Linked DNA regions of Mus musculus: all the other regions are linked to region 3. A link is a contact called in public Hi-C, HiChIP or PLAC-seq and promoter capture Hi-C data. All regions are on one chromosome and are shown on one strand. The core of a region is the stretch at or near the end of the contact, and the rest is flanking DNA. Distances in the headings are between cores, read along the strand shown. Region 1 holds the start of Unc119 (unc-119 lipid binding chaperone). Region 2 holds the start of Cpd (carboxypeptidase D). Region 3 holds the start of Taok1 (TAO kinase 1). Region 4 holds the start of Gosr1 (golgi SNAP receptor complex member 1). Region 5 holds the start of Rskr (ribosomal protein S6 kinase related). Region 6 holds the start of 2610507B11Rik (RIKEN cDNA 2610507B11 gene). Region 7 holds the start of Blmh (bleomycin hydrolase).

Region 1 (3,045 bases), core at 145-2,644, 740 kb after region 3:
ATGTCTTCACTCTCGCCCGTGGGCTCTCTACGGATGGCACTCCACGATGGGCTCCCTTCCCCTCCTAGTCCACTGGCTTGCTCCTCCATGCCTACAAGCCTCAGAAGGTACCCTTCCTGATCTCCATATCTGGCTCGAACTTGAAAGCCTTTGTGTGCCTACCTCTGGACAGGGGTACTTTGTCCTTGCAGCCTGTCAGCACAGCATACAAACGCACTGAGAGGTGAATTTAGGGGAGTACTTGAGTTGAATTGTAGCCCTGTCCTCTCCACTTCTGAGACCACCTCCCTCCTTCCTCAGCTTCTTGACTGGCGTCACCCACTGGGGACAGCCTGGTCTAGGAGGCAGTGGCTTAGGATCTTCTACCTTGTGGCTAAGGTTCCCCTCTACCCTTTCAGAGAGGTAGTGTGGAACAGGAGAAAACATTTCTGACTTGGAACCCAACAGGCCTGAATCAGACTCCGGCTTCTGCACTTAACAGACTAGAGAGCATCAGCTAAGCCGCTCCTCGCTCCTCACCTGAGCCTCAGGTTTCCATTGGTGGGAAAGCACTGATGATGTCACCCTCAGAAAGGGGCTGGATTAAATGTGATAAGCCTGTAAAAGTGTTCTGTATATTGGGCTCTTTAAAAACATACATTAGACTGTTATTAAACGTTGGTTGAATATGAGTTGATATGGATGACCATAACTCGTTCTTGTGTGAGAAGCAGACTGACCTGTTCTAGCTCACCATGTGTTCTTCCTGCCTCCCGTCCTGAGCATCCTGGGGACGGCTCGACACCTGGGCTGTGCTGCCTGCATGTTGTAGGGTGCCTGCGGATTGTAGGGTGCCTGAAGCAGCTTTTAGCAGGAGTTCTAGTGGGGAGTAGCTTGAGCCAGTGACAGCCCTGGGATAGCAACTCAATTCAACAAAGGAAAATACTGGGTGGGTACTGGCTGCAAGGAGCTGTGTGGTAGTGCTAGGGTGTTACGAGGAACAGTGTATAGAGCATCTCTGCTTTCATAGAGCTGACCTTTGAGGAGGAAGGGTCAGGGAACAAGCAAGAATTTCACTTAATGTATTACAAAAAAAAAAGGGCTGGTTAGCTGGAAATTGAGAAGAAGTACTTTAGAACTGGGTGGGTTGAGACCTGGGCTGAAGTCAGGACAAAGGTATCAGGGAAAGACCTTGAGGTTGGAACCCAGGAGAGAAAGAGGAGAGGTATTCGGTAACTACATTGTCAAAAAGAATCTACATTGTCAAAAAGTTCACAAGGACCCCCAGGATTCTGGCTCCCCCGCTGGAGACGCCAGGCGGTGGGCGGGGTATGTGTGACCCGCCTCCCGTGGGCGTGACCAAGGCGGGACGGCACCTGGGGCCCGGCCGGGGGTGGGGCGGCGGACGCTCCCCCTTCCCCTGGCTCCAGCCGGCGCAAGCAGCGGCGGCGGTGGCAGCGGGCGAGGATCTGCGGCCCCGCGAGGCCATGAAGGTGAAGAAAGGCGGCGGCGGGACCGGGTCGGGGGCGGAGCCCGTTCCAGGGGCCTCGAACCGGAGCGCGGAGCCCACGCGGGAGCCTGGGGCGGAAGCTGAGTCCGGGTCCGAGTCGGAGCCGGAGCCAGGCCCGGGGCCCAGGCTGGGGCCGCTGCAGGGCAAGCAGCCCATCGGGCCGGAGGATGTGCTGGGGCTGCAGCGGATCACGGGTGGTGAGCACCGGCGAGGGAGCGCCACCCGCGGGCTGGAGGGAGAGCGCGGGAGGGGGCCCACGAGGCTCAGAGTCCAGCCCCCACCCCTCCCCCACGCAGTGCCCCTCCTCTGTATCCCCTTACTCTCTCTCTCTTTGCCTCCAAGCCTGAAATCTCTGTGCTCTTTCCCTTGGTCTCTTGATGCGCCCCCTCCTCTCCTTGAAGTGGCTTCTTTTCACCCCACTCCTTCTTTTTCAAGGGGCCCACCCCTTTTCCCATGGTGGAGGTGGGGCAGCAGCTGCATCTGTAACCCTTTCCCCAGTGGAGTCTTCGGAACCCTTTGAGGGTGCTCGCACAGAGGAGTGTGCCTCATTGCAGGCTGTCTTCAGTGGCCACATCAGGCTAGGTGGAGGCAAGGAAAACCTTCAGGCTCCCTGACCGACCGTTATAGCCCTCACTCTGCTTCCCCGAGGAAGGCTGAGGCCATACTCTGCCCAGGAACATTGCTGATACGGGTGCTTCCGTCTGTTGGCTGTGGGCCCTGTGATGGAAGCAAGTGCGTGACCCCCCTCCCCCCAAGTCAGGACTTGTTCTTTTTCCAGGGCTCTCTCATCAAGGGAAGGCTAGTCTCCACTGAAACTGAGTTTCTGAGCTGTGCTACCTGGATTAGAGTCCCAGAGTTTGCCCGGAAATTGGCTGTGTGACCTTGGGGATGTAATTTCATTTGCAGGAGCATGTTTGCTTTTTTTTTTTTTTTTTTTTTTTTTTCCCATCTGTAAAATGGGAACAAGAACAATGTTACCTCCCTCAAGGTTATTGTGAAAAATAAAGCCAGTCTTCTGATTTTGGACAATGTTTGGCATGCTGTGCACGCTGTCAACAGGGTTCCTTTATCAACAGTGTTGGAAGCTACATAGGACTGTTCAGAGTGGCTGCCTGCAGGCAGATAAGTGATCGTTCAGGGCCAAGGCAGGCACCGCTACAGACAGTGCACAAGGACTAGAGAGTCTTCTGGCAAAAGGTTGGCTGAGCCTTGAGGAATGGAAGGTATTTGGAGAGACAGTGGCGGGTTGCCTTGGAATGGGTAGGTCACCAGCAACCTGCTCCGGCTCCACTTGTGAGCTTAGACTTCCCTTCTCTGGGATGGACACGGGTGCTAGTGTGGAAATAAACCCGCTAGCCTCAGGAGCAGCAGAGCCCAGGGCTCCCAGACAGCTGTGGAGGGGACCAGGATGACAGGCCTGAGCTTGTGCATCTGGGTCCCCAGGGGCCTCCCTCCTCCTTCCAGGGCTAGACAGCGGCATTCTTGGCTAGACTTCCCCAGCACTTGCTTCCTTGGCCAGGCAGCCCTCAGTGGAGGGAGGGGCCTTGACCAGGCTG
Region 2 (3,382 bases), core at 733-3,232, 760 kb before region 3:
ATACAAAGATCCCAACTACCGCCCTCAAAAGCCTTACGAAGATACACATAGGGAATATGCTGGCACAGCTGGTGCTCTAGAAAGGAAAGAGGTACAGGTTTACTTCAGACAAGAAGACTCTATCTGGAGTAAGTACCATCTTCCTCCATTCCTCCTTCCTCTTACTATTCATCTCTGAAGAGTTAGATCATAGCCCCTCTCCAAGAGATATGTTTGCAGCTCATGCACATTTTGTCATGGGGCACAGTTTCTGTCAAGTTTTAACTGAGTAAACCTCTCATATGTAGTTATAACAGCTCTTGTTACATACTAGGTTTTGAAGGTCCTCATACTTCTACTTTTTACCTTTTAAAACCCCACGCGGGCTGGAGAGCTGGCTCAGCCCGTTAAAGGCTAGGCTCACAACCAAAAATATAAAACCCCACAGGGTGCTTAAATGTTACCGATGTCAATGTCTGGCTGTACTACCGCAGTAAGAAAGAGTACAGCTGGCATCAGAAATGAAGCAGTTCTGATCTGTGGGGGTTTCCCCTTATTCCATACTCCCCTAAGCAAAATCAGAAGTAAAGGCAGGAGAATGGGTTTCTATCCAGTAGCAGAGGAAGTGACTGGGGGTGTCGTTTGCTATTTCTGAACTACATTCTGTCTCCCTGGCAGTGGAGCACTGAGTAACCAGGCTTAGATTCCCCGATGTTAGTCAACCAGTCTGCCCTTCAATTTCCCCGTATGCAAAACAAGAGTACCAGTGGTGTCTAGAGGATATGAGTGGTGTCTAGGTCGCCCGGTTGTGGTCAACATCGAGTGACATAATGCAGTCGCAGAAAGTGCTTGCCACAGTGCTTCTAGTGACAAGCTTAGCTACATACATAATGAAGGTGCTAACTTAGGAATCCTTAAAATCCGTACCCGTTGCTCATATACGATGGTCTTTCAAAAATAGGGATAGAATGGGAGGGGGGAAAAAGCCCCCCGGCTTGCCCTGCACAAATGACAGCCACAAGCAGGCTTCTTTACAGTTAGCAAGAGGAAGAGGTACTGCAACCTGGCCTCCGTTCCAGTTACTGGGTGTCACTCTCCACACCGACTGCCCCCGACCCCTTAGGCTGGCAAGCACTGTTTGGGCGCCTGCTGGCTGTCAAAATAAGCCTCCTGGCCTCGAAGGCTCACGTGGGACCGAAAGCAGTCAGGCAACGCTTACTTGTTCCTGCGGATCCAGTCGATGAGGGCGCGCACCTCCGGCACCTCATCCAGGGAAGGTGGCTCGCCGGTGCTGAACTGGTCAGGGAAGCTGCGGTTGAGGTCGCGGCCTCGGCTGTTGTCACGGCCGCTGGTCCCAGGCGGGCCGCTGTCGCCGAGGCCGCAGTCACCCTCGCGGGCACGTTCGAAGCCATCCGGGTTCAGGCTGGGCAGCAAATACACGTCGGTGGTGTTGAGCAGGCGGACCAGGCGCGGGTCCCCGCGGCGGTAGCCCGACGCCAGCTCGCGGGCCAGGTAGACCAACACCTGGCGTGACACCGTCTCGTCGCCGTGCATGTTACCCACCAGCTTCACCTGCGGCCGGCCGGGCAGCAGCGGCCCCGCGGCGTCCAGCCCCGCGGCGGCGGTGGGCGGCGGCCCCAGGCCCGCTGTGAGGCGCAGCACCCACAGCGGCCGGCCCTCCACCGAGCTGCCGATGCTGAAGAGACGCGCCAGGCCGGGTGGCCCCGCGGCCGCCGCCGCTTCCAGCGCCTCGCCCAGCGCCGCTTCGTGGTAGTAGTGGTCAAACTGGCCCTCGGCCGCCTCGGAGCCGCCAACGGTTGTCGTGGTCGCCTCAGCCTTCTTGATGTGCGCCGCCTGGGCCGAGCTCCTCAGTAGCAGCAGCAGCAGCAGCAGCGGTGGCGGCGGCAGCAGACGCAGGCGTCCCAGCCGCCAGGGCGGCCGCTCATCCCGGCCGCTCGCCATCTTCCAGCAACGCCGCTAATACCGCTCCGCTCCAGCGGCTCCACACTCCGGGAGGCGGCAGCCCGCCGGATCCCCTCCGCGCCTAGCAACCCCATCCCGCCTTCCAGCCTTAGCCAATCGTAGCCTTGAATGCTTGGGTGTCACTCTAGGGGGCGGGGCTTTCCTTAAAGCGGACGATTTTCCCTCTGGGCGTGTCTCCACTCCAGTCCTTAGGGACTTTAGTCGCTTTCCTTTCCTCCACTAAGGTTCTACCCTCTGTCTTCCCGCCTCCCTATTTCCTCTTCTACTTCTCTCGTTTTGTTTTGTTTTGTTTTGTTTTGTTTTGTTTTTTGCTCAGTCTCTTCTTTATGGCTTCTCCTCTGAAATTCTCTGAGAGCTTTTACTAGCCCCCTTCTTCGTTGCAGCATTTCTTAGCTACGCTTTAATGCTTTAGAGTCAGTAATCAAAAGAATCGAAAGGTTCCAAAGATTAAAGGACTCTTGAGAAAATCAGGAAGTTAGAAAGAATCTTAATCTCCTTGGAGAATCAAAGACCTCCTTAGTCCCATCTCCTTTGCACCTTCCTCCCCGCCCCCCCCCCATCCCCCTTGATCGGTTCTGCCTGGGCTTGAGCCCATCTGCCTACATGCAGTTGAAGAGAATGAGACACCTCATAAAGCAATCAATTCTATTTTTGATTTGTCGCGTGACTAGGTATCTCCTTTATTAAGTGGAAACTTCCATAGTAGGCGCCCTCTGTCTTAATGTGGTCTTAATTGGCCATTCAAAAGTGTTGGATTGTAACTATCTTCTTTGTGTGCTGGTCTCTGCTCTCACTGAGGAGATATCGTTTTTTAGTGACCTTACCCTCCTCTCACACTTCTTTTGAGTAGGAGCATCTAGATCACCTCTATACAGCCATAGCTATAGTTTTGGAATGCTGTCTTTAAGAGATAGATTTGCCATGTCTAGAAATACCTGCTTGGCAAGTGTACTTCCCCCAAGGTATTTGGGTAAGTCCAGAAAAACCTAACCTTCCAAGTAAAGTTTAATCACGTTAGCTTGAAGAAATTTGAAGTTTGGCAATCCTTTTATCAAGCGTGAAATTCTAACCCATCTAATGACATAATTGTGATAACCATTATCATTCCCTTCTTTCGGTGCTGGATGGTTCGAGTTTCTGAACTCTAATTGAATCTTCATAGAGCCCGTGGAATTCACTGATTACTGAGTATTTATTGAGTAATTGGTGTCTGTCAAAGCTAGAAGCTGGGAAGCAAGGCATTGCTTGCATAGTTAGAGATCCAATGCAGGGATGAACAATGCAATACATCTGTGGGGACATTCCTGAGGAAAACCTCATTCAGTCTGAGGAGAAGGCAACCAAGAAGCTAGGGAAGAAGCCAAGATGGGAGTGAAGAATTCTGGATAGAAGGAGGAGCATGCACGGGAGGTTGGAAAGT
Region 3 (3,041 bases), core at 493-2,992:
CAAAAGGCACTTACCAGAATGCTAAAACTGTTATTTCTGCTTCTACTAACCACAAAAATCAACAAGTACTACTGCCAAGACAAGATGGTTTCTTTTAAAATTAGGATGACATGAAGCAAAAAAGAAAAAAATGAGTACAGAACACAGATCATAACAGAATTGGGTGCATCACCTTACATTTCCTTAAGAAGGAATATCTGCTACATGAAAGTTTGTAACAATTTTCAGAGACTTTCTGTATCAATGTCATGCAAAATATTATTAACCTTAAAAAGTCACAGCCCGAGGCAAACGTCTGATTATATGAGTTTCAATGTAATAATTTCTAATAATTCTCAAAGAACTACAAAAGCCAAAGGGGACCCTTTAACAGTTCATCCAGGAATTCTCCCCTCTCTCAAAACAGAGTAAGAGAGACATCAAAACTGTTCTAACACGAGGCCATATCCCAACAGTAACAAGAGCGGACATACTTCCCATGGACATATCTCAGGGGAATATCCGAACAGTACTGTCATCGATTTAAAAAGCAAAGGGAAAAAAAAACTAAGCTCTCCAAGGGAAGCGCCATTGCTCCAGCCCCCCACCCCCACTTCTGTGTATGCATGGGTATGTGTACGAAGAAACTGACTTGTACTCCTGCAGCACTGCAGTAGACTAGAAGATGGGGGGGGGGGATGCTTCCATCACCCCTTACATTAGAAAGGTACAGACTTCCTTGGGGAGGAGTGGAAATCATCCAGTTGGCTGTCCAGAGCATTCTCCATTCCCAAGAATACAGACGCTACAAAGGAGGAGGAGCGGGAGCAGAGACCAGAAAGGGACCTCGCGCCTTTAAATCGGGGTGCACGTCAACTCAAATCTCCCTAACTAGAGCCACACCTTCTTAGAAACATCCCCTTCCACCACCTCTTCCGGTGACCCTTAGGAAAAAGGAATGCAATTGCTCTGGCCCCTCAAAACAGGAGGGCGCCCAGCTCACCAGTTTCTTCACCCCACCCACAGATTCACAGACCCTCCCTGTCTCCCTCCCCCACTCTATCCCCGATCTCTTCTTTCACCCGGAGAGGCCTGAGTGGGCACAATCTCCCCGCCCCCTCCATGTCTTCCTTTCCCAAAGCAGAGGTGCCCTTACCCCTTCGCCGGCAGGTCTGGGGCAGAGCAGACGGGCGCAGACCCCTGGAGCGCTCCGGTGGCCGCAGCGCTGGAGAGCGAGGAGTGAGGAGGAGGGGGCCCGGCGACAGACCGCCGCCCCCCCCCCAGCCACCCAGCCCAGGCTCTACGACAAGGGGCCGGGGGGAGGGAGGGGGGGACGAGGGGACGACCGGGGTCGAGGAGGCGCCCTTAACGCTCCGGCTCAGTTAAGATGGCGCGGGGGAAGTGCCGGGAGTCGCCGCCGCCGCCGCCTCGGGGGAACCGGACCGGGGCCTCGGCCGCCTCCGGTCCTCCCAGCCGAGGCCCTGTCGGTCCCCCGCCGCGGCCCCTTGGCGGGCGGGCCCACGCGCACCCCTCCGCCACCACTACCACCCCTGGGAAGGGGGCGCTCACAAAGAGAAGAGAGGCCGCGGGCCGTCGGGCCGCGGGGCGGGGTCCCCGGGGGCCGAGAGGCCTGGGAGGTTCGCGACTGCTCCGCGCTCTCAGCCCGCGAAGGGCGCAAGGCGAGTGGGACCCCTCCTCTCTCCTCAAGCGGGCGGCGGCACCGGCTCACTCTCTTCGCCACCCTCCCTCTCTCCTTCCAAGCCCTGAAGCCACAGAGCTCGGCCGCTGCCCAGGTTCTCTCCCCCCCCCCTTCCCGACACCACTCCCCTCCTCCCGACAGACATCTCAGCCTCAGATCTCGCGAGAGTTCTTGCCTGACAGGCCCGACCCTGCGCGAGACAGGACAGTATGCGCGCGCGGGCGCGGGCGCGCGGGCGTCCTCTCGGGAGTGCGCGAATACTTAAAGCTGGGCGGAGTGGCCCGAGTGGCCCGAGTGGCCCGGAGTGCTAGGCTTGGTCCAGTCCCACCCTCAGCTCGCCTTCGCTACGCGGGCGTCAGGTGCGTGCTAGTCAGTCCCGGAAATCCTGGGGAGAAGAGCTCCGCGCAGTCCTTCCCTCTTCCCACCTCCAGAACAGCAGCCTCCCACTAATACTGCCAAACTGAAACTTTGCTCCAAAGTGGAGAACATCTCATTCCTACACACACCTTAGTTGGACTCCTCGTGGGACTCAGGGATAAACTTCGCAGCATAATCACTATGTACCTGCGTTTGTGCGGTACTGATGGTTAGTTTGGGAACGGCAGTTAAAGACTTTCATATAAGCCATATTTGTGATGGAAGAAAAAGAACTTCAAAGGGCTTTGTAGACTTAGAGTAAAAGATCTTTTTCAGTATAAAAGAAGCAAGTTGGCCAGTAATCAGGAAGCAGAGGCAGGTAGATCCGAGTTCTAGGCCAGCCTGGTCTACCTAGTACATTCTGGGTTAGTCAGGGTTACACAGTGAAACCCAGTCTAAAAGCAACAAAGTAAAGTAGTCTATGTAGGAAAGAGGTAAATCTTAGCGTGGGTTTAGAAACAGTTTTTTAAAACACATACACACACACCATCTTCAGTCACCCCCGATCTAGTCTAGGACTTTAGCTAGAACAGACTGTAATTGTTATTGAGGATCTAACAAGTGACCTGGTAGTGATGGGTCACACCTGTATTCTGTAATCCCACCCAACACAAGAGGCTGAGGCAGGAAATCATGAGCCTGAGTTAGATAGAGGCCAGCTTGAGCTATACTTTAACAACCTCTCTAGATATTGACAGAGAGAGAGCAAGAGCGCAAGAGGGGGTTCAGAAATTAAGAGCAAGTTCTGCTTGGTCTTGCAGAGGACAGTTTTCCAGCACCCGTGTAAGACAACTCAAAACCAACACACACACACACACACACACGTTAATTAAAATCTTTTTAAAAAACAGAAAACTCAAAGAAGAAAAAAGAAAAAAAGAAGAGAGAAAAAATGAAAAAAAAATTAAAAAAAAAAAACAAAAAGAAAAAAAAAACAAAACAACAA
Region 4 (3,376 bases), core at 709-3,208, 840 kb before region 3:
GAATGCTCTCATAGCAACAACCAACTGCTGTAACTTAAAGGGCAACAAGGGGAGAATATAAATCACGGAGAAATGAAGATGGTCTATAACCCTCACATCAGTTTACCAGATAGCTTTCTAAGAAGCTAGCATTCTTTTTGACACAGTTTTCTTTGTTTCAAAACTCTGTTAGGAGTTTGGGTCTTGCCTTTTCGTTTTTCAAACAGGCAAAATACCTCAGCAATTAAACACAAGGAAAAAGCAAAAGCAAATTAATAAAAAAAAAAAAATTGGGGGGGTATCAGGTAAAAACAAAGAGTACACTTTGAACAAGACAAATGTGACAGGTTTTTTTTTTTTTTTAAAGCATATGTTTTAAAAGTAGAAGCAAACAGATAAACTGGTGTAGAAGCTTGGTTTCTGAACGGCTGAATGAAAGGAGCCATACTTGGAAACCCAATATGTATGTACATACGTACGTATGTATGTATGTATGCATGCATATATGTGTATGTGTGTGTGTGTGTTCATGGTGAAATTCAAATGAAAGGAGTAAACACAGGAAGGAATAATGTAAGAATGTCTCAGGACTAAAGAATATCAAGACACTGTGTCATTATATTTTGCAATCCAAGGCAGGAAGCAGAATTATATGGTGGAGTGTATCTACCCAGAGACCAAATCCCACTCCTAACGTCAGCTCAGCCACCTATTGTCTTTGAGATTTACTGATGATCCAGTTCATTTAAAAACCTCAAGCTTTCAGTTTTTCTATACATGCTTAAAGCATCTGGTACAAAGATATATTGTCAATATATTAATTGCTTTAATTATTACAGTATAGTGTTTCAAAAACCCACAGCCTAATGACTATCAATAATGACTATCATAGCAGCTACTCCTATCTACATAGTTTAAAAAGAAATTCTAGCTACGACAAGTATTTCCAAAGGGCATTTTAAATACACATTTTAAACTATAGGCATGTTTCTCTGTAATTCTATTTATCTATTTAGTCTAATGAAAAGCATAAAGTAGAATGTATTTTGAAAACATGACAGAACATAAAATTCAGTCCCTTAGATCTACTGGCTGATGGTGACAATACCATATTTCCCAGGGGCTTCATGGGACAAAAAGAGGAAATAGGCTTAAAAACTAAATAAGCAAAAGGTTAAATGAAACAAAGTGGGCCATTTCTGATCTCTGTGGATCACTGTGGACTAGGAAGGTTTTGTGTGACCTCACTTGAGTGGACCAGACTTTCAGGAATTAAATAAGCACAACTGAAGGTTTTCCTGGCGGGAGACGAACAGCAAACGTATTCATTAGAACCTTTTTTTGCTATCATTTTTAACAAAACCGATCTTGGAGTCCAGGGAAGAAGGTACAGTTATTTTCAGTATTCTGTCACCCAGTCGTCATTAAAGTCTCAATCTCAAATTGCCAGTTGGGGTCCAGGAGGAGACGACCATCCACTAAAATATCCCTGCAAGGCTGGCGCTGACAAGTCCCTCCTCACTCCTAGTTGTCTGACAGTGACCTCAACTCCAAGGTTCTGACTGCTCGTCTTCCGGGCTCTGGATATTGTTGCTCAACACCCTCCTCCCAAGAGCTCGTCCCCGCAGCCCCATCCGGAGAGCCTCACTACCCCTCACACACTTCCATCTGGAGCCTCAGGCGCCTCTTCCTCTCCATCCCGGCTCCCTCCACTCCCGGACCCAACCCCTTCCCAGGTCCGGCTCACTCCGCCCCAGCTCCTTCCCCAAGTTCCCAGGCCCAGGGCTCCTCTTGGACAACCTCATCCCAAAGTGTGGCTCATTCCGTAGCCTGGCTCTTCCCTCTGCTGCCTCCCTCAAGATCCAGCCTCATTAAGTTCACTCTGCACCCGGTGGAACCCACTCCGAGGCCTTGCCCTCACCTTCCCAGTAATTGCTGGTTCCTGCCGCCATCTTTGTTGCCCAACGTCAGTCGGGACAGGCGAGTAGAGGCCTTGAAGGCCAGAGAGTCACCTCCACGCCTTCTTCCACCCCCGAGCGCCGAGGCTGATGGGATACGCTAGCCTCCTTAGACACTGCCACCTGGTGGACAATTCGTTATTTTACAGCTTTAAGTAGCTCGTTTGAAAGCGTCGTTTAGCTGTTCTGGGTGTTCATACCACATCTTTTCAGTCTTCAGTCTTCAATTTCTTCATCTCGGATTGTTCTTTTCAGCGGGTGACTTAGAGGAGAGACACAATTTCCATTATCTCCCCTTAAATAGGATGTCTTGGGACCGGAGGTGGGGGGGTGGTGGTGGTGGTGTCAAGCTTAATGGGGCAGGTGCCTTGCCTGAATGTAAGAGGGTCTGGGTTCGACCCCCAGCATTCCATAAACAGAACATGGTAGTATATGCCTTTAATCCTAGTACTCAGAATGTGGGGATAAAAAGACCAGAAGTTCAAGGTCATCCTCAGCTACATAGAGAGTTCAAGGCTAGGTGGGGATAAATGTCTCAAGAAGAAAAAGAAAAAGAAAAAGAAAAAGTACCTTCAATCAGCATTTTCCTTTCTCAGAGCCAGTGGTTCTTTTCCTGCCCATCTTCCACTGTCCAGTATGTAAAGTTCCTTCCCTGGTTGACTTCCCTATGTCTACAGCAGAGCATCAGTCCTCTGTCCCTTGCTAACAGCTTCCATGTGCCCACAGCCTGAAGCTCACTGATGTCGTTAGACTAGCTGGCTATCCAGCCCCAGTTTTGGCTTTCCCAGTGCTGGGATTACAGACATATGATGACACGCCTGGCCTTTTCATGTTTGTCCTAGGGATCTGAACTCACATCCTAATGCATGCATGCCAAGCAATTTACTGGCTGAGTATAATATGCATTATAGTAATAAATTGTTATGTGTTGTTTAAGTCCATTGAAAAGCTGGTTGTGGACATAGGGTTGTCACCCCGTGCCCCAGTCACACACATACTTAATACCCAAGCATATTTCTTGTAAATTGTCCCAGAGACCCCCTGGCTGGGGATGGGCTACCTGGCTGGCTCTGTGAGAAAGCAATAGTGTAGCAAAATGGCCCAAAGAGTAAAAAATACCAGGTCCGGGAGGACAGAAGGAGAGTATCTGAGTTAACACACCGTGTCCTTGATCACAGCTGATCATTCCCTCTGACCTTCCTGACATAAAGATGCCCACGGTGGGAATGGTTCATTGGACATCTTACCTAAGAGAAGCCGTTCTTCCTGGAACCCTTTTTGTGGGTCAGAGAGAGGCTCCAACTAGCTGGTTTTTGCTCTCCAGGTCTCCTCCGTTGCTTTCTGCTGGATGACGTAAGTGTCTGATCTCATGAACTACTACCTCCTGCTTGCTGTCTCTTTCTTTCATTTCTGTTTGCTGTATACCTAAAAACCAAACT
Region 5 (3,257 bases), core at 124-2,623, 680 kb after region 3:
CACATTGCCTTTTTAAGAGCCTTCTCTTCTGTGCTGTATTAAGAGATGGCCAGGAAAGGGGCAGATAATGACTGATCTGTCCTTGTTTGTCCATGCCTTTGCCCTGGTATGCTAGTGACTCATTAATTTTGAGGGAATTAAGGGCTTCTACAACATCAGCTTTATGATGGTTCTGATTAGATTGTAAGCTTCTTACAAGCAGACTATTATCTATATACTTTGAAGTGCCCTTTTGTGTTTACATATAAGCTTAATAAATCTTTGAATTGGTTCACTTTAAATTGTACACCCCGTTTCACTAATTTTTCCTTTCCTTTTATTCCTTTCCACTGCCAGGTAATCAAAGAAAAACTAAGGCTGAAACCTGCAACGGGGTCTGAGGTCCGGGGAAAGCTAGAAACAAAGTGTGACCTGAACATGCAACAGCAGGAAGAAGAGAAAGCTCGGCTCCTCATTGGTTTAAGTGTGGGCGACAAGAACCCTGGCAAGAAGTCCATCTTCGGCAGGCGCAAGTGATGTGGAGACCCAAGTGACTACAGTATAGAATTGACTCTGGCTCAGGATCCAGGGACTTGAGGGTGGGCAGAGCTTCCCTTCATCCTGCAGGATTTGTGGGGCATATGGGAACTGAGAGACATTGTTCAACAGCTGGCCTGTCCCTGCAGGGCATGGTGGACAAAGCGCTGGGTTCCCTCTCATGGGATTAGACCCAGGGCCACAGGGGCAAGAAAACCAGAAGACCCAGGGATTGTGTCCAAGCCTAGTATCCTGCTCTTTCGGGGCAACAGAAAGGGTTGGGGGATAGTTTTGATCAAGTATGATAAATTTTTATAAAGATATATATATATAAAACATATATATATATTTCTAAATGTAATTGCTCTCCCTTTGTGCCAATAAGCTAAGGGAAGGAGTCTGATCCTCTGTGCCTCACTCCACTGCCTTGTTGTCTAAGAGGTGTTGGGTTTGGGGGATAAACTTCCCAGTCTGTGCTCACTTGGGAGGATGGCATTAGGAGCCAGGGCTGGCCATGGGTACCTTACTTTCCTCCCTGGGGTATGCCCAGGAGAATGGAGAAAAAAGAGATTTAAAGAAAAAATATTTTAAATTTGATGTTGGCCTTTTTTAATTGTATTGAGTAAAAGCGTTCAAGTTGTCTGTGTCCTTCCCTCCTCACTAACCCAACACATTTTTTAACTGCCCCAGTAATGACTGGTCTTGTCTTTCTCCTCTGCCTTGAAGTCTTACCACAATCACATATACTTCCCAGTTTGGGTATGATGCTGACCTAAAGCTGATGGGTCTGTGTACACTGGAAGAGGTGGGGCTCATGGGTAATGCAGCATCAGAGGGAGGAATTGCTTATGTAACTTGGACAACAGATTTAGCAGCGCGAAAAGAGGCAGAGGCTGGAAATGGGAGCAGTAAGCTGTCGGCAGGGACAACACACCCGGGTGTCTGCTCCTCAGAAGGTAGGGTATGGGGCTCTGGTATAGGCTCTGGCTGCCTATGGGAGGGAAATGAAAGATGTAGGGGCCTGAGGCTAGAAAGTGCCCAGTTAGGAGACTGTCACTGATATCCATTGTTGGGGTGGGCATAAAGGCTATAGAACTCACTTATGCACAGGTTGTATTCCTGTTTTGTTGTGAAAACATAAACCTGTTATTGTCATGGAGATTTTGAATTAAGTCAAGGAAATTTAGGTCACATCACAAAGCCTGGGAATTTTCCTTCCCTCTAGATAAGTGGTTGTCAGCATGTGTGTTGTGACTCCTTTCACACGGGTTACATTAGATATCCTGCATATCAGGTACTTATACTGCAGTTATGAAGTAACAGTTTTATGGTTGGGGGTCACCACAGCATTGGTTAAGACTAGAGGAAGGGGTGCCTGTTAAGATGGGCAGAACCTGCAGTGCTTCATGAGCAGGCTTAGAATGGCTCCCTTCTCAGCAGGGTGACAACATCCAGGGTCACTGGGTCCAAGGCTGGAAGAGCCTCTGGTGTGGTATGGGGACCATCAGGTCAGGTCTGGAAGAACTATGGGGACTACAGAGGCATCAGTGCCTACATCAGGAGCTGCTCCAGCCAGCCCCACTGCTACTAGAGAAGCCTCAGTCTGAGTGGCCAGTGCCTCAGTTCATCAGCCTCTTTCTACCAGAGTTTCCCGTGAGGCCTGTTAGGGAGCAGCAGGAGCTGAAGGTAGGTCACCATAGCCCCTGGGAAGTGTCTGTTTTAGGGAGGAATCTACAAACAACCAGTCTCAGTTTCCCTCTTCTTTGTTCAGATTTTAGGCCTTGTGGCTAAAGGTTCGTTTGGAACTGTCCTGAAAGTGCTAGATTGTGCCCAGAAAGCTGTATTTGCAGTGAAGGTAGGAAGTCAAGCGATGTAGCTTACTCAGTAGATCCTGTTTACAATCTTTAGTTCCAGAGATTAGGGGGAACAAGTTAAAATAGCATGATTTTCATGAGTTACCATGCCTCTACACTTATAGGTGGTGCCCAAAGTAAAAGTTCTACAGCGGGATACGCTGAGGCAGTGCAAAGAAGAGGTTAGCATCCAGGTATGCAGAGTTCTGAAAGCATGGCTGGAGACCTGAATTTGTTGGAGAAAGTACCTTTTTCCAACTTACCTGGTTTTCTTGGGTCTACCTTCCCTGTATGTGTCCGTCCTGGAGTAGATAGCACCAAAGTAAATCCTGAGAAAAGTAGTTATTAGCTGAGGACAAGCTCCAAGTTCTGCCAGGGGACTCTACAGTGTATCGTGGTGTGCTCCTAAGCAGTGTGCTGGCTCCAAGGTTTTCCAAGAGTCCTAAATGAGTTCTGAATCAGAAGGTGAAGCAGCAGTTCACTTCTACACAAGGCAACATGTGATTTCTTAGCTGCCTTTATCATCAAGAAGCTTGTTTTCCTAACTTGCTGTTTTCTTTGTCCATAGCGACAGATCAACCATCCTTTTGTACACAGTTTGGGGGACAGCTGGCAGGGGAAACAACACCTCTTTATTAGTGAGTGACTGAGCTTTGTCTTCACCCCCAAAGATCCATATACTGCCCTCCCCACCTGACATTATTCTGCCTTTGTTTGGCTCCACTCCTCATAACATTTCTATATTCCAAAAGAGGGAAACAGATGGTGGCATTAGTTTGGGCAGGAGGTCCATAATGCCTTGAGCCTAGGCATTATGTATAGACCTCAGTATTGCCTAGACTTGTGTTACTTTGCAGTGTGTAGCTACTGCAGCATGGATCTCTACTC
Region 6 (3,090 bases), core at 534-3,033, 650 kb after region 3:
TTTTATTTATTTTTTTATTATATGTAAGTACACTGTAGCTGTCTTCAGACACTCCAGAAGAGGGAGTCAGATCTCATTATGGATGGTTGTGAGCCACCATGGGATTTGAACTCCGGACCTTTGGAAGAACAGTGGGGTGCTCTTACCCACTGAGCCATCTCACCAGCCCCCCCAATACCAGTTCTTGAGTCCTGGTGAGCCTGATTCTGGTCTCGCCTTAGTTACATTGTTACTCTGCCACCCCTGCTGCATGCAGAGAGACCCCCAAAAGATGAATTCCAGTATGGAAATGTGTTGTGATGCCTCATTGACTTGAATTGAGTTCTTAGATCCTACCTGAACACTGAGAAACCACACTTGAACAAAAAGCTACAGATTTTGAAGATGAACCGGTGTGTGTAGTTTAGAGGATAGTTTGTGGATTTTGAGGATGGAAATCAATTCCTCGGGCCAGCAAGTGCCTTTACCTATAGATCCATCTCACAGGCCTTGAAGTTGTTATTTGAAGAGGCCAATCAAAAAAATCTGGAAGAATTATATGCAGATTAGGATCTGAGAACCAAGAACACAAAATACTTCATAATACCTTGGAACCATCTGGATTTCTTTATCTGGTACTGTGTTTATCTGGTACTGTGTTAGTAAGTCATTAGTCAGACACTGACTCATGAGAATAAGCATAACAGACCTTATCTACTTCCTTCATTTAACAATGAAGAATGCAAAATTCACTCTGGCTTGATTTGACCTTGAACTCTGTATTTCATGTAATTAAAATTGCTTCCCAGATAATCTGTAAAGGGTAAAACAATATTCACTATTTCTATATTTCACCCTGTTCTGGGTGGTGCTATACACAATCGCACAAACCTAAAAATACAGAATGGCTCTCCCCATGAAGGATGTTAGAAGATACTATCTGGCCCAGGCATGGTGACACATGCCTTTAATCCTAGCACTTGGGAGGCAGAGGCAGGCAGATTTCTGAGTTCGAGGCCAGCCTGGTCTACAGAGGGCTACACAGAGAAACCCTGTCTCAAAAAAAAAAAAAAAAAAAAAAAAAAGATAAGAAGATACTATCTGGAACAGTATTCAGACAGTAAACAAAGTTGGTTTCCTTGTGGGGTGAGATGATAGATAGCTGAGGTCTTTGAATTACCTCTTAATTTTCTCTGTAATCTTTTCAGACAGGATCACTTATGACCTACAGACACATAACTTTTGTTGTTGTTGTTTTGTTTTTTTGAGACAGGGTTTCTCTTTATAGCCCTAGCTGTCCTGGAACTCACTTTGTAGACCAGGCTGGCCTCAAACTCAGAAATCCGCCTGCCTCTGCCTCCTGAGTGCTGGGATTAAAGGCCTGCACCACCACGCCCGGCACCAGCCAGGCCGGCTCTTAATGGCCTAGGGAATGCGTTTTGGAAGTGGAACCTCAAAGTGGTAGAAACGACCCATCCTGGTCACCGCCCGGCGAGCTCGTGCGGACTCCGATCCCCCGCCCTCAGCGCGAACCCGGAGCTCCGCGGCGTGCCGCGCAGGCTGCGCTCTAGGTGTAGCGCGCAGGACCGCGCGTTCGCGGTCCGCCCCGCCCTCCCTCTCCAGAGCCACGCCTCCACTCCGCGCAAGCCGCTGGTCGGCCCTCAGGGCTCGCGCACGCGCGCGCGGGTTGGGGCGGGTCGGGGCGGGTCGGGGCGGGTCGTGGAGGGAGCCAGCCGGCTGGTCCACGAGCCGCCGGGGCGGGGACACGCGCGCGCGCACTAACGCTTCCTCGCCGTGCGTGTGCGTGCGCGGCCGAAGCCCGCCGCGGCGCTGTGCGGTTCCGGCGTCAGGGCCCGGCATGGCGGGGGTCGGGGCCAGGCCGGGCCGGACCCGGACCTAAATGCCTCTATTTCTCTCCGCGCTGTTGGTCTTGCTGCTGGTTGCGCTTAGCGCACTCTTCCTAGGCCGGTGAGGGGATTCTAGCCACAGGGTCGGGGGGGTCGAGGAAGACCGGCTGGAGGAGGCGCGGGTTGGTCGGGCGCCTTAGGCGGAGGGGGCGCGAGCAGGAGGGGGCGCTCAGCCGAGGCGAGGGGAAGCGAGGTGGGGGCAGGGGCGCTGAAGCATCTGGCTGGACCCGAAGCAATGTCCAGTCCGGGAACCGAATGTTTGCGTGTGAGGGAGGGGGCCTCCCTCGGTGGTCTCCCTTTCCTGCCCCGTTCGCCTCCGTGTCCTCTTCCCAGATTGCGAAGGGCACCTGCAGCCGCGCCCTGCAGAGAGGTCGGGAGGACTGGCTGGCTAGAGCAGAGCGGTGTTTGAGCAGTTCCGAGAGTGACCTCTGCCTTCTCGGAAACGGCTGCAGGGTGGGGACGCAGACAGGGACCCTCTAAGGAGTGTGCGATGACGTATTTAACACGACTGCCTTCACTTTGCCTTTTGAGGACCTCTTTTTACTTTGGGTTCCTAAAGATTTGAGGGTTTCTTTGTTTATTCTTTCTTTCTTTCTTTTTTTTTTTTTTTTTTTTTTTTTTTGACCTCTTTTAGAGGGTGAGTTTCGTTTGCCTAGTTTTGTTTGAATTTAGGGGCCCGTAGTTCTGGTTGTTGTGCCTAAATGAGTATGACTAGAGAAATATTTTAGGAAAATCGTAAAGTTCCTAAGAAAAATCCGGCTTCAGGATACCACCCCTTGCAAGGCCTTTCTAGAATCAAAAAGGGTAGAGGGTCTTATAATCCAACTGTTTTTTTTCTGCAGGTGGCTTGTGGTCCGGTTGGCCACCAGGTGGTGTCAGCGCAAGTTGCAGGCAGAGCTAAAGATTGGCTCCTTCCGATTTTTTTGGATCCAGAATGTCAGTCTTAAGTTTCAGCAGCACCAGCAGACGGTGGTGAGTTCCGGGAATTGCAGAGAGAAAGAGAGAGAGAGAGAGAGAGGAGAAGGGCGGGAGTGTGTGGTGTGTGTGTTGGTTTGGAGGGGGTTTCAAACTTTAGCTTCCTCCATGGGTAGTTTTCCTAGTTAACTCCACCCTTGTTGTTGTTGTTTTTGTTGTTGTTATTATTATTATTGTCAAGAGGATCTTAGGAGCTACTTGGAGGACTCTGCAATAGATGCCAGTTGTT
Region 7 (3,240 bases), core at 152-2,651, 660 kb before region 3:
GGAACTGGACTTACAGTTTTCTGACTTGAGTGTTGGGACCCGAACTTGGGTCCCCTGGAAGATCATCAGCAAGTGCTTTTATCTGCTGGGCTATCTCCCAGTCCCACATCATGAGTCTCTTGATGACAAGATTAAAGTTTTTAATTTTTTTTATATCAGCAGAAACTTGCTGAGGACCTGTTACACCACAAATGTTGAATACAATTTTATTCTTTGGGCTGAGTCCAATTGGGCAGGAAGTTTGAACATCATTTTTATTGTTTATTTATTTGTTTGTTTATTTATTTATTTATTTGGTGAAAGGGCCCATGATTTCTTTCAGCATGAGTTGTAGCTTGTTTCTTTTTTCTTCAGAAAATGGAAAAAATAAAAAAAAAAGCCCCACAGGATAGGGTAGTTGATGGGCTCCCTTGGAGATGGTTGCTATGTCGAATTGCAGGTCTTTAGCTAAGTCTCTCAGGGACACAGAGACTGAATTCTCAAGTGACAGATGGCTGTCTGCATGTGGCACTTTCCAGACATCAGAATTCCTCTGAACCATGGGTGATTTTCAATTTAAGACTTAGGTTTTAGGCTCCATGGAAAATCTGAATAGTAAGGCTACAGTGTGCATTTGTACTTATTTTATTATGCAGTGGACTCTCCCGCCCCGTCTTGAAAAACTGATTAATTATCTCGAAGACTCTGTGTGTGTGTGTGTGTGTGTGTGTGTGTGTGTGTGATTTACAGGTTTTGTAGATATTAGCAAAAAAAAAAAAAAAAAAAAAAGCATAAAATTGACGTAATCATTCTCCTTAGCCCAAGCTGGGCTCAATAGGAACCACTCATGAGCCTTGCGAAGCCCAGAATGTGTAGATGAAATGAGCAGATGTGTATTTGTAGAACCGTGGTAGTAGCTTATGGGTGGGTGGGAAAGAGATTGGTTCCAAAATCCTTTCAAATACAAGAACTTTGTTCTCACTAGACTCTAAGCAACAAGTTGCAATTGAAAAAGATGAACAGATTGGTCAGCTAAGTGCCTACAGGAAAAGCCTTTGGGTGGATTTCTTGAGATCTGCCGTCCCATGGCTAATTTTGGGTCCCTTACTTCCTTTTCACTTCACAAAACCTCCTCTGGCTTCTCAAAGGAGTTCTAAGCGTCAGTTTCCCCAATGCTAGACAGTGAGGGATCTGGGTTCATCAGCACGGAACCCTCAGCCTCCTTCCTCTAGGAGCTTGGGATCCCGGGAGGGCGCCCTTGAAGCCAGGAAGAGGGATCACAGATGGCGGAGGGCGCAGCCGAGGCGAAGAGTGAGCAATGCTGGCAGTGGGGGCTGCAATCGTGGGTGGCTTCGCCCTGCCGCTCCCGGGCCGAGGTGCGGGCCCCAGAGTCTGAAAGGCCGCCCCTGTCGGCCCTCCCCCGGGCGGGGCTAGCCCCGATGGCGCTGACTCAGCAACGCGAGGGGGGAGTTTTGTCCCTCCGCGGACCCCGTTTCTCTCGGCCACCATTGAGCGGGTTTCCTTCTTCCGGCGCTTAGGGTGCGAGAACCAGGTCCGGCCAGCTAGGCAGCGGACTGTAGTGTAACCCCAGAGCTCACCTGAAAACCCTGAAAACTAACGTTTCCTCCACGAAGCAGTTTGGGCGCCATGAACAACGCAGGTGAGGCACCGCTGGTACCACGAGTGTTTTCCCGGGTCCTCTCCCGGGCTCGGCGGACCCGTGAGGCCCGGCGGCGTGAAAGGCCGTGGGATGGGATGGGGGTGGGTGGGGAGGGGGGGACGGACCTAGGCGAGGGCCGGGATGTAGCCCTCCGGGAGGGTGGGAGAGCACCAGGAGAGAGACGACATCACGCGGGGAGGATGCCGGGAGAGGGCTTTCTGGTACAGCACTCTGCAGGATGCTCTTGCGAAGTTAAATCTAGGATCTACGGTGACCCTATCCTAAAGCTGTCCCCGTCAGCCTCTTTGGGAGGGGATATAATTATAATGGCGTTTGATCTTCCCACAGGACTAAATTCGGAGAAGGTATCTGCTTTGATCCAGAAACTAAATTCTGACCCTCAGTTCGTACTTGCCCAGAATGTCGGGACCACCCACGATCTGCTGGACATATGTCTGAGGAGGGCCACGGTCCAGGGTGCTCAGCATGTGTTTCAACACGTTGTGCCTCAGGAAGGCAAGCCAGTCACCAACCAGAAGAGCTCTGGTGAGGTCTACGACTTCTTGCCTACTTTATTGACAGCAGCACATTTTGTTGTCCTAAAAATGGCCCTGGGATAACAGAGCTTTGTAGCATTGACAGAACTTGTAGTAAGCCAGAGAATAGGCACTAGAAAAGGGCAGGCCCAAGAACATCACCTGTGTGGTGGCTTCAGTGTTCTGTGGCCTATTAGCATTTAGTTTGTTTCCTAACGTGACAGATGGTGGTCTTTGAATGCATATCATCATGTTTTGATATTATGTGATGTTGGATGTGTGCGGTTTGTTCTCGTGCAGTTTTAATCTTAACAGTTCATCTAGAAGTAGCAGAAGAGAGAAACAGCTTATCAAGTTGCAGACAGATAAACCTAAAGCAAAAGATGAGCTATGTACTAACAGATTTGGCCTGTGCCAAATAATTAATAATTAATGGAAAAATATCCATACCATAGGAGATGTCCCAGAATTGCCCTAAAGTCCAAATGTATAAAATAGAAAAAAACATAAAGTGATTACAACAGATTGTAACCGGCTATTTTTAAATATGCTCTGTGGTTGCAGCTGGAGTTGCTATTCTCATAGTTCCTGTCAGTAGTTACTTTGTAGTATTTTGAGTTCTCATTCCTTGCTGGCTGAGAATTGTTGTTTTGCTGTCTGCTGTCCAGTTACAACTGTTGAAAATACATCTACACTGAGAGATTGGTTATCTAGGAATCCAAACAGGAGAAATAGTCTCAAAAAAATTGAACCAAAGGGACCTTGCATTTTTTTTCCCCTTATTTGGAAACTACTCCAAGTCTATGTGTATTGACAGAAAATATGTTATTGCTACTTAAGGCAATTCAAAGCTCAAAGGATACATTTAACATGGGTATTATTTTGCTGTGAGTCAATTATACCATAGAAAATTTGATTTTTAAATTTTAAAGGAAAAAAATTATGACCTTGCAATAATCTTATTATGTAGCAGAAAGTTCTTACTTAGCACTCACAGGCCTTCATTCAGAAGGACTTGGGATGTGTGGTCTGTCAGATGATCTAGTTAATATGTCACAATAATCT

What was found. Promoter capture Hi-C pulls out the DNA fragments that hold promoters and counts their contacts. A called contact is a pair of places that touch in the nucleus more often than the background predicts. HiChIP or PLAC-seq counts read pairs in DNA pulled down with a chosen protein or histone mark. Capture Hi-C pulls out chosen DNA fragments and counts their contacts.
Region 1: a promoter capture Hi-C map of neutrophils shows a contact between it and region 3, with 4 times the contacts expected there. The contact joins the promoter of Unc119 here to the promoter of Taok1 in region 3. A contact is called at or near these places in 2 of 39 promoter capture datasets (embryonic stem cells and neutrophils).
Region 2: a contact with region 3 is called in an H3K27ac HiChIP or PLAC-seq map of extraembryonic endoderm stem cells, with 3 times the contacts expected there. The contact joins the promoter of Cpd here to the promoter of Taok1 in region 3. A contact is called at or near these places in 2 of 39 promoter capture datasets (cranial neural crest and second pharyngeal arch cranial neural crest) and 1 of 115 datasets of contacts at active chromatin or transcription factors (extraembryonic endoderm stem cells).
Region 4: a Hi-C map of B cells shows a contact between it and region 3, with 9 read pairs. The contact joins the promoter of Gosr1 here to the promoter of Taok1 in region 3. A contact is called at or near these places in 2 of 39 promoter capture datasets (cranial neural crest and neutrophils), 1 of 484 Hi-C or Micro-C datasets (B cells) and 1 of 115 datasets of contacts at active chromatin or transcription factors (large pre-B cells).
Region 5: a contact with region 3 is called in a promoter capture Hi-C map of liver, with 3 times the contacts expected there. The contact joins the promoter of Rskr here to the promoter of Taok1 in region 3. A contact is called at or near these places in 3 of 39 promoter capture datasets (cranial neural crest, embryonic stem cells and neutrophils) and 1 of 9 other capture datasets (liver).
Region 6: a Hi-C map of muscle stem cells shows a contact between it and region 3, with 4 times the contacts expected there. The contact joins the promoter of 2610507B11Rik here to the promoter of Taok1 in region 3. A contact is called at or near these places in 1 of 39 promoter capture datasets (cranial neural crest), 1 of 484 Hi-C or Micro-C datasets (muscle stem cells) and 1 of 115 datasets of contacts at active chromatin or transcription factors (cardiomyocytes).
Region 7: an H3K27ac HiChIP or PLAC-seq map of extraembryonic endoderm stem cells shows a contact between it and region 3, with 4 times the contacts expected there. The contact joins the promoter of Blmh here to the promoter of Taok1 in region 3. A contact is called at or near these places in 2 of 484 Hi-C or Micro-C datasets (embryonic stem cells and uterus) and 7 of 115 datasets of contacts at active chromatin or transcription factors (the SCID.adh cell line, embryonic stem cells, extraembryonic endoderm stem cells and 2 more).

What each region holds. Positions count from the first base shown.
Region 1 is chr11:78,342,101-78,345,145 of GRCm38.p6, forward strand. It overlaps Unc119 (unc-119 lipid binding chaperone), which reads left to right and starts at 1,395. Exons shown (of 5, transcript NM_011676.3): 1 at 1,395-1,686. The coding sequence starts at 1,467. It overlaps Pigs (phosphatidylinositol glycan anchor biosynthesis, class S), which reads left to right. Exons shown (of 12, transcript NM_201406.1): 12 at 1-676.
Region 2 is chr11:76,845,026-76,848,407 of GRCm38.p6, forward strand. It overlaps Cpd (carboxypeptidase D), which reads right to left and starts at 1,983. Exons shown (of 21, transcript NM_007754.2): 1 at 1,199-1,983. The coding sequence starts at 1,941.
Region 3 is chr11:77,606,073-77,609,113 of GRCm38.p6, forward strand. Taok1 (TAO kinase 1) reads right to left here and starts at 1,743. Exons shown (of 21, transcript NM_001364134.1): 1 at 1,136-1,743.
Region 4 is chr11:76,761,620-76,764,995 of GRCm38.p6, forward strand. It overlaps Gosr1 (golgi SNAP receptor complex member 1), which reads right to left and starts at 1,959. Exons shown (of 9, transcript NM_016810.4): 1 at 1,901-1,959. The coding sequence starts at 1,931.
Region 5 is chr11:78,289,468-78,292,724 of GRCm38.p6, forward strand. It overlaps Rskr (ribosomal protein S6 kinase related), which reads left to right and starts at 1,374. Exons shown (of 12, transcript NM_001287206.1): 1 at 1,374-1,472; 2 at 1,957-2,202; 3 at 2,288-2,371; 4 at 2,495-2,563; 5 at 2,938-3,007; 6 at 3,227-3,257. The coding sequence starts at 1,416. It overlaps 2610507B11Rik (RIKEN cDNA 2610507B11 gene), which reads left to right. Exons shown (of 39, transcript NM_001002004.2): 39 at 337-1,158. The coding sequence ends at 516.
Region 6 is chr11:78,259,971-78,263,060 of GRCm38.p6, forward strand. 2610507B11Rik (RIKEN cDNA 2610507B11 gene) reads left to right here and starts at 1,784. Exons shown (of 39, transcript NM_001002004.2): 1 at 1,784-1,947; 2 at 2,729-2,858. The coding sequence starts at 1,880.
Region 7 is chr11:76,944,255-76,947,494 of GRCm38.p6, forward strand. It overlaps Blmh (bleomycin hydrolase), which reads left to right and starts at 1,402. Exons shown (of 12, transcript NM_178645.4): 1 at 1,402-1,639; 2 at 1,988-2,185. The coding sequence starts at 1,627.